Regions from separate parts of the Zea mays genome. Here region 1 is linked to region 2. The links are chromatin contacts, called in public Hi-C maps. All regions are on one chromosome and are shown on one strand. The core of a region is the stretch at or near the end of the contact, and the rest is flanking DNA. Distances in the headings are between cores, read along the strand shown. Region 1 holds the start of LOC100381655 (Glutamate decarboxylase 1). Region 2 holds the start of LOC100284948 (transmembrane 9 superfamily protein member 1).

What was found. Hi-C and Micro-C count contacts between places; a contact is called where the count stands out from the background.
Region 1: a Hi-C map of endosperm shows a contact between it and region 2, with 4 times the contacts expected there. The contact joins the promoter of LOC100381655 here to the promoter of LOC100284948 in region 2. A contact is called at or near these places in 4 of 25 Hi-C or Micro-C datasets (ear, endosperm, leaf and 1 more).

What each region holds. Positions count from the first base shown.
Region 1 is chr9:150,521,726-150,528,897 of Zm-B73-REFERENCE-NAM-5.0, reverse strand. LOC100381655 (Glutamate decarboxylase 1) reads left to right here and starts at 2,640. Exons shown (of 5, transcript NM_001174470.1): 1 at 2,640-2,820; 2 at 3,030-3,234; 3 at 3,372-3,572; 4 at 3,676-4,197; 5 at 4,286-4,980. The coding sequence starts at 2,735. The coding sequence ends at 4,744.
Region 2 is chr9:150,288,222-150,294,696 of Zm-B73-REFERENCE-NAM-5.0, reverse strand. LOC100284948 (transmembrane 9 superfamily protein member 1) reads left to right here and starts at 4,262. Exons shown (of 7, transcript NM_001157843.1): 1 at 4,262-4,471; 2 at 4,934-4,974; 3 at 5,076-5,661; 4 at 6,046-6,183; 5 at 6,417-6,475. The coding sequence starts at 4,317.

The sequences.
Region 1 (7,172 bases), core at 1,391-3,890, 240 kb before region 2:
TTCAGGCTTGACTGAACATCGGGATAAATCTCTGCGTCTGTGTGCTCTGCTCTGTGTTGTGTCTCTGTCTTTCTTACTTTTTATATCTGCACTTCAACACTTATTTGTGCTACAAGTTATATTTAAAGTGTAGGGTATCTTAAGACAGGATCTTCTATTCCGCTGCAACCTACTCGAAGGATTCTTCATTCCACTGCGTTCCAGTCTTCGAGTAGAGTAAGAAATTAAGGTTTCAAAGTGATAATTATTATTCGCCTATTCACCCCCCTCTAGGCGATATCCAGATCCTGTTCCCGGGCAAAGGGAACTTTCAATGATATGTTCAGAAATAAACTCAATTATCTTCTTACGTGTTATATTCTTTGAAGGAATAGCCTCGATCTTTGTAGTGAAGCAATAAATACAAACCAAGATTAAGTGATGTTCCTTTAATGATGGAGAATGAATTTGACCAATGGAGTTTAACCCCAACAATGAAAAGGCCATAGTTTGACGATAGGATAAAACATAATGCAAAATATTGCTAAAATGTTGACACTCTTCACAAACTTTGTAGTAGTGAAAAATAATCGACCATCATAGTATCCTAATACAAACTAGCTCTATGCAACAACCATTTCATCTTCGTAACCAATCGATGTGCACCACAAATATCTTCATAAGCGATCAATAGCTACTCTTGCTTCATCGTAATTCAAACACTTAATCAACAAGCTTTTGGCAGTCCTTCGGTATATCGATTGAATCCAACTGGTCCATTTGTTGAGCTTCATAAAATCTCAATTGTCCTTTATTAATGGATGATTGGATCACTCGACAAAACGCATTGCAATTAAAAGTATTATGACCAAATGAGTTATACCACTTGTAACATGACAAATCTCAACTTGTCATGTATGCGTGATTGCATACGTGATGAAGGTAGAGTCCGGTCTTTCAAACCCTCCTTCGGTTTGATGCACCATGGACGTCTGCCGCGTCTGACGTAGCAGCTGATCGAACTGCTGCCAATTCAGCGACCATTTTGCGAAACTTGGAAAATTCAAACAGCTGGTGGTTACGACCGAAACATCAACCGCAAGAAAAAAAAAAGACTGGGCTTTCGGAGCAGTGAGAAACAGGAGACAGACGAAGTGGCCTGTGTGGCCTACACCTACCACCACAAATCCACGAACAAGCAGCAGCAGCAGCAGCAGCCCATTCCATTCCACAGGCGGCACTCTGTTTTGTACTCCCTCCGTTTCTTTTTATTTGTCGCTGGATAGTGCAATTTTACACTATCCAGCGACAAATAAAAAGAAACGGAGGGAGTATAGGAGTAGCAAGTAACCTAAGGATGGATGTGGATGTGGTACAGCCTCGTGCAGCCGTGCCGGGCTATCTGGAAAGGCACGCGGGGAGTCGGTCGGTGGGGCAGGACCGACGGGACGCGGCGACCACCCATACCGTGCGCGACAAACTGCGCGTGGCCTTTTCTTGGACGGAAAGCCGGTGGATCCGACGCGCCCGCGGGTTGCCGCGGCACGGGCACGGCACGCAGGAGGGGAGCCTGGGAGGCTGGACTGGTGCCGGGCGGTTTTGCCGCCTACCCCCCGCCGCGCAAACCGGCGTCCGGACGGGCTGGTGCGTCTCCCGCCGACTCCGCCTGCGCCTGCGCCGTGACACGGATGCCACGAGCCCACGCACGACCCTGGCTTCCGCGACCGCGCTGCCCGAGAGCAGAACCCGGCCGCGGCACGCAGTTTTGGCACCGCGCCTGCCGCCCGTACGGAGCAGACGGCAGAGCGAGCGTGCTTCTGGCTTGTGGGTCGCTCGTGAGTGGAGCGTTTAGCTTATGCCTGTTCTCACTTTCTTAAATTAGTGCACGTAAAACCAGCGACGGAGGGTTCCTTTTTTACTAGTGCTATTTTTTTAACCGGTTTGTCACCGACAGAAGCGTATGTATATACATGTCAAACGTACTAGTACACTCGGTCTTTTTACATACATATGGTTTGCTCGTTCCTTACTGGTTCAGTTTGTTTTTGTTTCCAGGAGTAGGAACTCTGTACTGCTACACGGCACGGCCCCTCCCTGCTCCCTCGGGTCAAAACTCAAAAGCCTTCATTTTGATCACGGCCAGCCGGTCAGGTCATTTCTTTATTATTTTCATGTCGTTATTTTCTTTCTCGTTTTTTGGGTGATGCGAAGAGCCAAACGGGAGCTTAAATATTGACCAGTGTCCTTCTGGAGCAAATTAACTTTGACTCTCACCAAGACGTGTTTTTTGCATATACATGGACTGATGGACTGATCTGTTTCTTTTATGCGAGAACAAGTACTATATGGTAAGCGAGAACTCGCAGTGGTGGGAACAAAGCCCATCGCAGAAACGGCACCACCACCGCTGCTCTCTCGCTTCGATTTGCCTTGCCATCTAGATTCTAGATAGACTGCTACTGCTACCGTCCTTACGACGCGAGAAGTGGCCTGCTATTGCTAGAAGCCCGGGGTCACTTTCTTTGAACGTACGCCGTACGCGTATACACACATGCTAAAGCATCAGGTCTCCTGCCTGCCCCTTCCTTGCCCGGGCCAGCCTCGCCGCTTGGGGCGCGCATAAATACCAGCGCGGCCGCGGTACCCCTGCCACAGACACACAACACACAATCCCCTGCAACTGCAAGTCGTCTTCTTCCCCAAGCCTAAAACCAACAACAGTTTGGCAGATCGCCCGGCTCGATCGATCGCAGCCATGGTGCTCTCCAAGGCCGTCTCCGAGAGTGACATGTCCGTGCACTCCACGTTCGCGTCGCGCTACGTCCGCTCGTCTCTCCCAAGGTACGCACCCATTATTCCCCCCCACTACTCCCCTTAATTCGCAGCTGTTCTTGCAATTGGACCGGCCGGCGACTCCATCTCGCGTGAACATGTTCTTCTTGCCGGTGTTTGTGTGCTGGAACGGCCGGTTTATCTGCAGCTGCTAGTGGCTATGGCTTTGAGCACTGACATACTGACTTTTGGTCCGTGCCCGCGCGCCCGCGCCGCAGGTACCGCATGCCGGAGAACTCCATCCCCAAGGAGGCGGCGTACCAGATCATCAACGACGAGCTCATGCTCGACGGGAACCCGCGCCTCAACCTGGCGTCCTTCGTCACCACCTGGATGGAGCCCGAGTGCGACAAGCTCATCATGGCCGCCATCAACAAGAACTACGTCGACATGGACGAGTACCCCGTCACCACCGAGCTCCAGGTACATCATCATCACCCTCAGCAACGATCTTTTTGATCGGAGAGTTCTTGGTTGGCTGACCAAAAGCCAGTTCCAGCAGAACCGACTCAGATTTTGTGTCTTCTCTCTCCTGACACTCGACTGCGGCGACATTGCAGAACCGGTGCGTGAACATGATCGCGCATCTCTTCAACGCGCCGTTGGGCGAGTCCGAGACGGCGGTGGGCGTCGGCACGGTGGGCTCGTCGGAGGCCATCATGCTTGCCGGGCTGGCCTTCAAGCGCAGGTGGCAGAACAAGCGCAGGGCCGAGGGCAAGCCGTTCGACAAGCCCAACATTGTCACCGGCGCCAACGTCCAGGTACTAACAGTTCGTTTTCATTCGGCCCCCAAATCCCAACAAGCTAGGCGACGAATCTCGGCTCTAAACCAGTCGCGCGCGATCGCCCGTTTGAGTCCTGCAGGTTTGCTGGGAGAAGTTCGCGAGGTACTTCGAGGTGGAGCTCAGGGAGGTGAAGCTGCGCGACGGCTACTACGTGATGGACCCCGAGAAGGCGGTGGAGATGGTGGACGAGAACACCATCTGCGTCGCCGCGATCCTGGGCTCCACGCTCAACGGCGAGTTCGAGGACGTGAAGCTGCTCAACGACCTGCTCCAAGCCAAGAACAGGGAGACCCGGTGGGAGACGCCCATCCACGTGGACGCGGCGAGCGGCGGCTTCATCGCGCCCTTCCTGTACCCGGACCTGGAGTGGGACTTCCGCCTGCCGCTGGTCAAGAGCATCAACGTCAGCGGCCACAAGTACGGCCTCGTCTACGCCGGCATCGGCTGGTGCATCTGGCGCAGCAAGGAGGACCTGCCGGAGGAACTCATCTTCCACATCAACTACCTCGGCGCCGACCAGCCCACGTTCACGCTCAACTTCTCCAAGGGCTCCAGCCAAGTCATCGCGCAGTACTACCAGCTCATCCGCCACGGCTTCGAGGTCGGCACCGCCTTTTTTTATTGAAGATAAACCGATCAGGCATGATGACCGACTCACTCACCTCGCAACCAATCAAACAATAATGCAGGGGTACAGGAACATCATGGAGAACTGCCACGAGAACGCCATGGTGCTCAAGGAGGGCCTGGAGAAGACGGGCCGCTTCGACATCGTGTCCAAGGACGAAGGCGTCCCGCTGGTGGCCTTCTCCCTCAAGGACCGCAGCCGGCACGACGAGTTCGAGATCTCGGACATGCTGCGCCGCTTCGGCTGGATCGTGCCGGCATACACCATGCCCCCCGACGCGCAGCACGTCACGGTGCTCCGCGTCGTCATCCGGGAGGAGTTCAGCCGCACCCTCGCCGAGCGCCTCGTTCTCGACATCGAGAAGGTGATGTACCAGCTGGACGCGCTCCCGTCCAGGCTCCCGCCCCCTCCCCCGGCGGCGCCGCTGCTCAGGAAAAAGACGGAGCTGGAGACGCAGAGGTCGGTCACGGAGGCGTGGAAGAAGTTTGTGCTCGCCAAGAAGACCAACGGCGTCTGCTAGTGACGCTTCCACCGCTACACACAACACTACCATGGTCAACGGGCCTTCTTCCGTGCTGATTTGAGTGAGCACCGCGATATCTAGGTAGTCTAATATGCTTCGTGTCTTTCCGTAATTTGTGCATGCAGTTGCTATGCACCGAGTGAGTTGCTATATATGTTCGATAGCAACAGTTTTTTTCTCCCCAATGCAAGGAAGAGAGTAATAGTTGAGGCTGGTGTCGATTATTGTTATCCATGCCCATGCGCGTGCAGTTATTACCTCCATTCTAAACTGTAATCTATTTTAATTTCTTCAGAGAGTCAAAGCACCTCAAGATTTATTAAAACTATAAGAATTATAAAATTTCGTCATATCAGATAGATATACTATAAAAATATATATAGATAACACAAAAATCTAGCCTATCCTGTTTGTAGCATGAACTAGATCTTGACCTTGGTATTTATCACATATAAGTGAGCTTCTCTAACTCTCATGTGAGATGATCGGTTGTTCTTGTATTTTTATATCAGTTTGTATCCACTCTATTGGAACAATTTATATCCACTCCATAAGAAGGCACTGCTGCTTCCGCAAATTTATCTATTCCCCATAAATCTTAAGGATGCCAACAATCACTAGTTTTTGATGATTTGGTTTGCCACATGTTTGACACCACATCTTTTGGCCATGCCTATGCATGGCCAAGTTTGTAGATGGAAGAATTGTTGTTCTTCACCGAACAACATATCTTGATGGCTCTTATATTCGAGAGCTTGAGCATACAGTTCATTGATTAAAATCGGCTCTACTCTTGTGTCTACAAATGGTACTAGTGGGGTATAACCAACATGAAGGCCATTATATATATATATATATATATATATATATATACACTAGCTGGATGTCCGTGCGTTGTAACGGGAATATATAATATCAGTATACTACGATAACTTATATACAAAATCTGTGTTATATTGTTATGAGAAAATGTTTCATAATCAATTTGTGATCCTAGCCATACATAAATTTTGTTATTTTAATCTAGTTATTTCACCACTACATTGCAACCATCAGTATCATGCAGACTTTGATATATGCCACGATTTGTATGGTCTCATCATTGGAGAGCACGTTCCATACATGCCGGAAAAATTCTCTCGTACATCGATAGTCATCAGACACGCACCACCATATGCTCTTGCTTAAACAAAAAGGTAAGTGTGTATGTGTTTGCGAAAAGAATTAAAGGCAGACCGGCACAAAAGCTACCCTGACGGTGGCGAGGATGACGAACTGGTCACTGTTGTCGATCCTCCTCTGTGTCACCTCCGGCGCCAAGATGACGCCACAATCCTCGATATAGTAGTCGTCGAACGCACGCGACATGACGAGTATCGATGACTCTTGGTTGGGCTGCCAAACGAAATGCACCCTGGGCTCATCAGCGAGGTAGTACCCCTGACCGTTGCACCACCGGATGCGCCATTCCACTACATACATCATGTTCGAGGACACTCACACAACGTCAGCAACGTCCATCGTCCCAGCGCACAAGAATTCATGTCCGGTCAGTAGCGACTTACGTGACAGGTTGGGCTTCAGGTGGACGATGAGCTGGACGGCGTGATGGCGTCGTCGTCGGATGCGGTGTCCAGAACAACCCGAGAGTCGTCGACGTTGGCGACAACCATGAGGCCCCCTGCTTAACGATGGACAGCGCGGTGCAGCTGCTCTGGACCGCGTCCAAGCGGCGGCTTCGCGGGAGCTTGTCGTACACAGCGGCGCATGCGACCACGTAAGACTGCTTTTAGAGGTCGAACTGACAGTCGCCAAGCTTCTTCTCGTCATCGATGAGCGACGACAACGTGAGTGCCTCCTGCTCATGGAGTTTGTTCGGGGTTTGAAGTAGGAAACATGGATTCATGCTTGGCGTTAGTTTATGAAAATGACTCACAAGTCTGATCCATGAAAAAAAATATTACGAAGAAAAAATTTCACACATGCAAAAAAGGGAATTTAAGTATAATGCATTATTCAAACAAAAGAAATAGCATGCAAAGCTCTTCTTTAAATAATATTACCTCCATTCAAAAATATAATTCAAGAATATCAGTGATACTTATCTACTACTACGCATTGTGCAATGGTAGCAAGTGAGCTTGGAGAGAGATGTAGTAGATGTGTTTCCTGTCATAGATGTAGACATAAACACATATAGGTGGGTGCCCGTGCGTTGCAACGGAAACATTTAATATCATGATAACTTATGAACAAATATGTGTCATACATAAATTTTGTTATTTCAATCTAACTATTTCATCACTACATTGCAACCAACAGTACCGTGCAGACTTCTATACATGATAGCTGAATGCCCGTGCGTTGCAACGAGAATATATAATATCAGTATACTACGATAACTTATATACAAAATATGTGTTAT
Region 2 (6,475 bases), core at 3,013-5,512:
AGACTAATGTCCATTTTCTAGCTCCGGTCCCGAGGTTGTCAGACCCGCAGGACTTATAACTATAGGTACTTAGTCCCCATCACGGGGTGGCGGAGCATGTAGGCCCACGGTACAGGACCTGTCTAAGCGGCTACACGGGCTCCGGACCACCCTATGGAACGGGGTCCCGTTCTCTAGAGCCGCCCCCAGGCTGTCGGACCTCCCTACTTTCGTGTCAGGGGCCCTAAACTGCAAGCCTGGCTACTCAATTCGGATGTCGCCATGTCAGACAGATGGAAACCGTACGGGTGGGTTAGCTAAAAAGTATTATCTAAAAGACTGCAAGGTAGGACCATGAAGCAGCAAGATGGAACTATCACAAGAGCACAGCTGAGGGGGGGTATTTCCTCTTTATAACCTGTCGTGCATGTGTGCAGACCAATAGGCCTGGTTCATGGGGGCAGACCCCACCGGGTTGTCGTACACGTATGCGTTATCTAGTTACAAAAAAGGGAAACAGACTCGACCCCTTAGCCTTGCTCTATGGATAAAACTTACAAAGATGTTTGGCATCGGGATAAGGTGCTCCTCCAGTCGTAGCTAGATGGTTGCCCCTGGGTCGGTGCACTCCCGTTACTTCTAAGGGTCCTTCCCAGCTAGGGGAGAGTTACGGAGCCCCCCTTGGTATGGTACTTGCCGTGGGGCTAGGTCCCGACCTAGGGTTCCCGCCTGCATTTGACACGGGAGCCCTCGTATCTGGCTGTGGCCACTTTTGTATGTACCTGTTTGCAACCCGGACCCGTGGGGATCCGAAAGGGCCTCCGGAGGAAGGCGTGCTTCAGCTCCGTAGGCCGGGGAACACGGGGTCCCTCTGGGGTCCGTCTAGTTGTCTTCACCGGAGTAGGAGCCTCCGGCGAAGATATCCTTCAGGTCCCCCTCGGGCGACTGGTACCAGAGGTCCCGCTTAGCCATGGCTACCTCGCCGTCGTCCACCTTCTCTTTGTCGGGCCGACGGCGAGGCGGGGAGCCGTCTTTGGAAGACTGCTCGCGCCGCTCGCTGACGCGTTTTGCAAGGTCAATGATCTCGCGACACTCTGCGGCGCTGTGGCGACCATGCGGGTGCACAGGGCATGAACCGCTGCTACCCTTCTGTGGCCGCAGGCGTTTGTTGTGGTCGCACTGGCCTCCGGTCGCTGCTGCGACCACCAGAGCGGTGGACCGTGGCTTCTGGTAGTCGCGATCCTTCTTCTTTTTCTTCTTTCCATCCCGGAGGACGGCCCTCGAGCCACCCGACTGGGTAGCTCCAGTTTGTGGGGCCGAGTGCCACGCACAGCCCTCGGCGGCTCTGGCACACTTGTCGCCCAGAGCGAAGAGCGTGGGGATAGTTTCCACGTCATGTGTGGCCAACTTCTCCAATATTTTTTCATCACGTACTCCCTGTCGGAAGGTCATGATGGTAGAAGCATCAGAAATACGAGGTATCGTACCTCGCACCTTGGTGAAGCGGGAGATGAACTTCCGGAGGGTCTCCTCTCGCTCCTGCCTCACTGCATGGAGGTGGGCCTCCACACCGTGCTGTTGGTAAGCACTGGCGAAGTTCGCCACGAACCGCGCATAGAGTTCTTCCCAGGAGTAGACTGATCCCGGGGTGAGGTTCATGAGCCAGGTCTAGGCTGGTCCAGACAAGGCCACATGAAAATATGTTGCCATCACAGCGGTGTTTCCACCTGCTGCCGTGATGGCGGTAACGTACACCTGCAGGAACTTCAATGGGTTCGTCGTTCCGCCGTATTTTTCCGGCAGGTGCGGCCGGAACTTGGGTGGCCAGGACGCCGCGCGGAGATGATCCGCAAGAGCGGCGCTGCCCACACCGGCCAAGGGGACGCCTGTTTGGGACCAGGTGCCCATCGGTGTCTGCGGCGCAACCGTAGCGAAGTCTCGGTCGAGGTCGCGACCATCGATGTTTTGGCGGCGCTCGCGCGCCCTTTCCAAGGATACCCGGGCGTCCTCTCCCGCACGCCTGTGCGGTTGAGCTCTGCCCGGAGGTCGTTGGTCTGTGCGCCCCTTACTGAGGGCGAGCGCACCGATGCTGATGCCTCGTGTTGGCGCCGGGATGACCGCGTCTTCGACCTGGTCGAGGTAGAATGCGCCATACTGAGCAGTCGGTCGACGTCGTCCCGCCATTGCTTCATGGCTCCTGGTGAAGCCGTGGAGCTTGGAGGGTGTCGCAACAACTCCCTGGCTGCTGACAACGCCCCCGGAGACTCCCTTGATGGAGTCCAGGACATTTGCGCTACCGTGTGCTGCCGTGCGGCGTGCATAATAGGAGTGACTGGTGCCGGGCGACTGGGAACTTGCGGTGTGGAGGAAACAACTTCTCTCTCCACCGCAAAGTCAACCGAAGTCTCGGCGCGATGCTCAATGATCTGCACCATCATGCTTGGGCAAGGGATCAAGCGAAAACCTAATGCCTAGGCCCCTACCTGGCGACTGGCGCGCCAAATGTCGGAGAGTAAATCTCCGGTCGGGTGGCGGAGTGCACCCGCCCTAAATCCCGAGATGAGGAGGGGCTTAGGCGTTTTGCTTGATCGTTAGAATGAACGGGAAGAACTCAAGAACACACAAGGATTTAGAGTGGTTCGGGCCGCCGGAGCGTAATACCCTACTCCACTATGAGATGTATTGCTTGTGAGCTTGCGAGTCTAAGGTGTGTCCTAAGATTGCGTGTGTGTAACGTCGCATGCCTCCCCTTTTATAGCTGAAGGGGGCATGCACAAAGGGACTAGGCCCCGACATGTGGGCCCAGGGACATAAGGAATATAGTGCTTGGAGCCTACTAATGTCTGTTGCCGAGACAATCTTCTTGTGCCCTGACACCCGAGATCTGCGTATCCTCGGCGTGCAGGGGAAACTTCTTGTAGAAGGGAGGATGAGTCAAGCGCACCACTCGGCACGGGCGCACTGTTTGCCAGCAGACCTAGCAGGCGCACCGCATCCTGGATGACCTTGACGCCGCCTGCCAGTGGATGGGACGGAACACATTAAATGCTGAGAGGGCGCGTCGCCTGTCAGCGCAGTGGCAGGCGGCGCGTCCTTTCCCCAATAAATGCAGGGGCTGCATGACTTCACGTCAGGTTCGGCCCGATAGCTTATGTCATGGGCCACAAGCGGCGGGTCTCCGCTTGAACGAGAAGTGGAGGGCAAGGCCCGGACACGTGTCAGCACCGGACCCCTGCTCATACCAGGGTCCTCCTTGTTCCGGGACCCTGCTGAGGTTCGGACCTATTCGGAGGCTCCGAACTTATATGTATAGGGGTTTGGTGTCCTTCTACGGGGGTTCGGACCTACCGGAATGTGTCGTCTTTTCTTGCCACGTGGCGCCCTTTGGCCTAAAAGAGAATTGTATTCCTCTTATGGTTTAGGGTACCGACAATTTCATTCCTAAAAGAGAATTGTATTCCTCTTAGCAGGTGAGAAGTATTGACTTTTTCCCGACAATAATGAATGTGTGTCTGATTTTTTTATTTTAGTTTATTTTCAGCAGATTTTCTATCTTATCTATTATTTTAAATTTTAGAATATAAGCAGTATTAAACAGTGTTATCTATTTTACGTTAGCCGCAGAAGACACTGTAGTGTTTGGTTGAGGAGCCAAGTAGAACGGAGTCGTTCCATCCCTGATTTTAGGAACGGAGCCGCTCTGTTCTGTGTTTGGTAATCTGGAACGGAGCGGCTCTGTTTTTTGTTTGGTTGCAGAGTGAACGGAACGGAGCGTGACTGTGAGAGCGGGATGGGAACGGAACGACTCCGTCCGGTTGATTTTTTGGAGCGGAATGGTTCCGGATCTGAGGAGAATATTCCCTAATTGAAGCCATTCCGTTCTAGTTACTTGGTAAAAAAAGCAACAAAACTAGAACAGAACGGCTCCATTCTACTTGGTTCTTCAACCAAACACTACCTTAAAAACAACTACAGTATCTGAAATGGGGGAAAAGGCGCGCAGAAACTTGAGTTGGACTCAACCGGCCGCTAGATCGTGTCAAACCGACGGACGCACCAAGACAAGTGGGTTAGCTCGCGGTCGCGGACCAGTACTCCGTCGCCACCTTCCACCACCGAACCTGAGAACGCCATTCGAGGAGTTCAGGTCTCCAAGCCAAACCCGACCCAGACCTTCAGATCTCCCTTCCCTTCCGTTCCTGTTCCTCTCTATTAAGCAGCAAGCAAAGCGCCACTCTCAATCCACCTCAGGCCTCGCTCAGATCTCTCCGCCCGGGTCCATCTTCCCACCCCAAACCTTCTCCCGCCTCTCTCGTCAACGCCGCCCGACGAGAGGGATGGCGGCCTTGCGGGCTCCGGCCGCAACGCTCCTCGTCCTCCTCGCCCTAGCGGCGGCCGGCGGCGTGGCGGCCGACGGCTCCGATCACCGGTACAAGATTCGCGAGCCCGTCCCGCTCTACGCCAACAAGGTCGGCCCATTTCACAATCCCAGGTGAGGCCTCACCCTTCAGATTCCTGTCGTGACGAATGGTTCGTGGGTGCTGGGTAGGGATCGGATCCGTTTGGTTCGTGAGATGTGCGGATTGTTCCTGCCGGATCTCATGGGCGAATGTTCGTGTGGGTTTTGTGCCACTTCGGTCAACGCCGACAGGTTTATAGATCTAGTAGACAAAACCGGGAACTGTAATAGGGAGCGAGTGGGATTGCAATTGATTCAGTAACCTTTAGGACCTTCTCGTAGGGTTTATATTTTGCTTCCTACCGAGCCTGTATAGGTATATGACCAAATTATGAATTTTACAGCTGGTCTGGATTGAATATAATTCCTCGAGCTGTGAATCTGTTACTTTTAGGCGTTGGATCTGTGGTGAAGGAGAACAATTATGGTACAAGCTAACATAGGTTATACAATTATGGTGATTGCTATTCTAACATCGTTCCATTTTCATTGCAGTGAAACATATCGATATTTCGACCTGCCTTTCTGCTCTCCTGGTTAGTTTGTGTTAATTTGAAGTCTTTTGCTCACCGAGCTAGAATAGCAATGATTAGTTTCTCAAAACATGTAGTGTGCTAATCAACTGTATCCACGGCAGACAAAGTGAAGGAGAAGAGCGAGGCCCTTGGGGAGGTTCTCAATGGGGATCGGTTAGTTGATGCGCCTTACAAGCTTGATTTCCGTGACGAAGTTGAGTCCAAGGCAGTTTGCTCAAAGAAGCTTACTACAGAGGATGTAGTGAAGTTCCGGAATGCAGTGGCTAAGGACTACTACTTCCAGATGTACTATGATGATCTCCCACTGTGGGGCTTCATCGGTAAAGTTGAGAAGGGCGGCAAGGATGATCCGAGCGAGTGGAAATACTATCTGTACAGGCACATCATCTTCGACATCCTATACAACAACGACCGGGTGATCGAAATCAATGTGCACACTGATCAGAGTGCATTGGTTGACCTGACAGAGGATAAGGAGACCAATGTGGAATTCCTGTACTCAGCCAAGTGGAAGGAGACACCAACACCATTCGAGAAGAGGATGGAGAAGTACTCCAGCTCCTCCAACATGCCACACCACCTGGAGGTTCATTGGTTCTCAATTATAAACTCTTGTGTTACTGTCCTCCTCCTCACAGGGTTCCTTGCAACTATCCTCATGCGAGTATTGAAGAATGATTTTGTCAAGTAAGGGCCTCCCATCTTCATTTGCCTGTTAATATGAGTAATTGCATTGTTGTGGACGGTAACCATTTATATCATAAACAATGACACACTATAAAGAATTCTAATTTTGTTCAATTGTTGCCTTAAATAGGAGAAAAAATACATTTGCTCTTTGATTTGCTTTTTTCTTACCGGAAGTCAGATTCAAGGGGTTTGTGTTTTTGTGTTATCTTTCAATATATTCGGCTAACTTCATGGATAGCACATCCAACCAAATAATATTTCATCTCTATATGATTTTGGACTGGAGAAATTGTTTTCTATTTATTGTAGGCAGTAAAAATCCTTAATGCTTGTACTCCTGTGCCTGTATGTTTACTTGAAACTGTACATCTTCACTTGAAGGTATGCCCATGATGAGGAAGCAGCCGATGACCAGGAAGAGTCTGGATGGAAGTATATCCATGGTGATGTCTTCAGGTTCCCAAAGAATAAGTCGCTATTTTCCGCTGCTCTTGGCACAGGAACTCAACTATTTGCTCTGTAAGTCCATGTGGCTGTTTTCTCTCTTTAGGGCTAGTTTGGAAACCCCATTTTCCCGAGGGATTCCTATTTTCCTATGGGAAAATGAACTAATTTTCCTTAGGAAAATGTAAATCCCTTGGTAAAATGGGGTTCCCAAAGTAGCCCTTATAATATTTTCCAGGCCTGAAATTATTCCTCCAGCTCATTTTTTTACAAGGTATCTAACAATCTTTTCTGTGGCACCTCTGCAGCACAACCTTTATATTCCTTCTTGCACTTGTCGGAGTATTCTATCCTTACAACCGTGGTG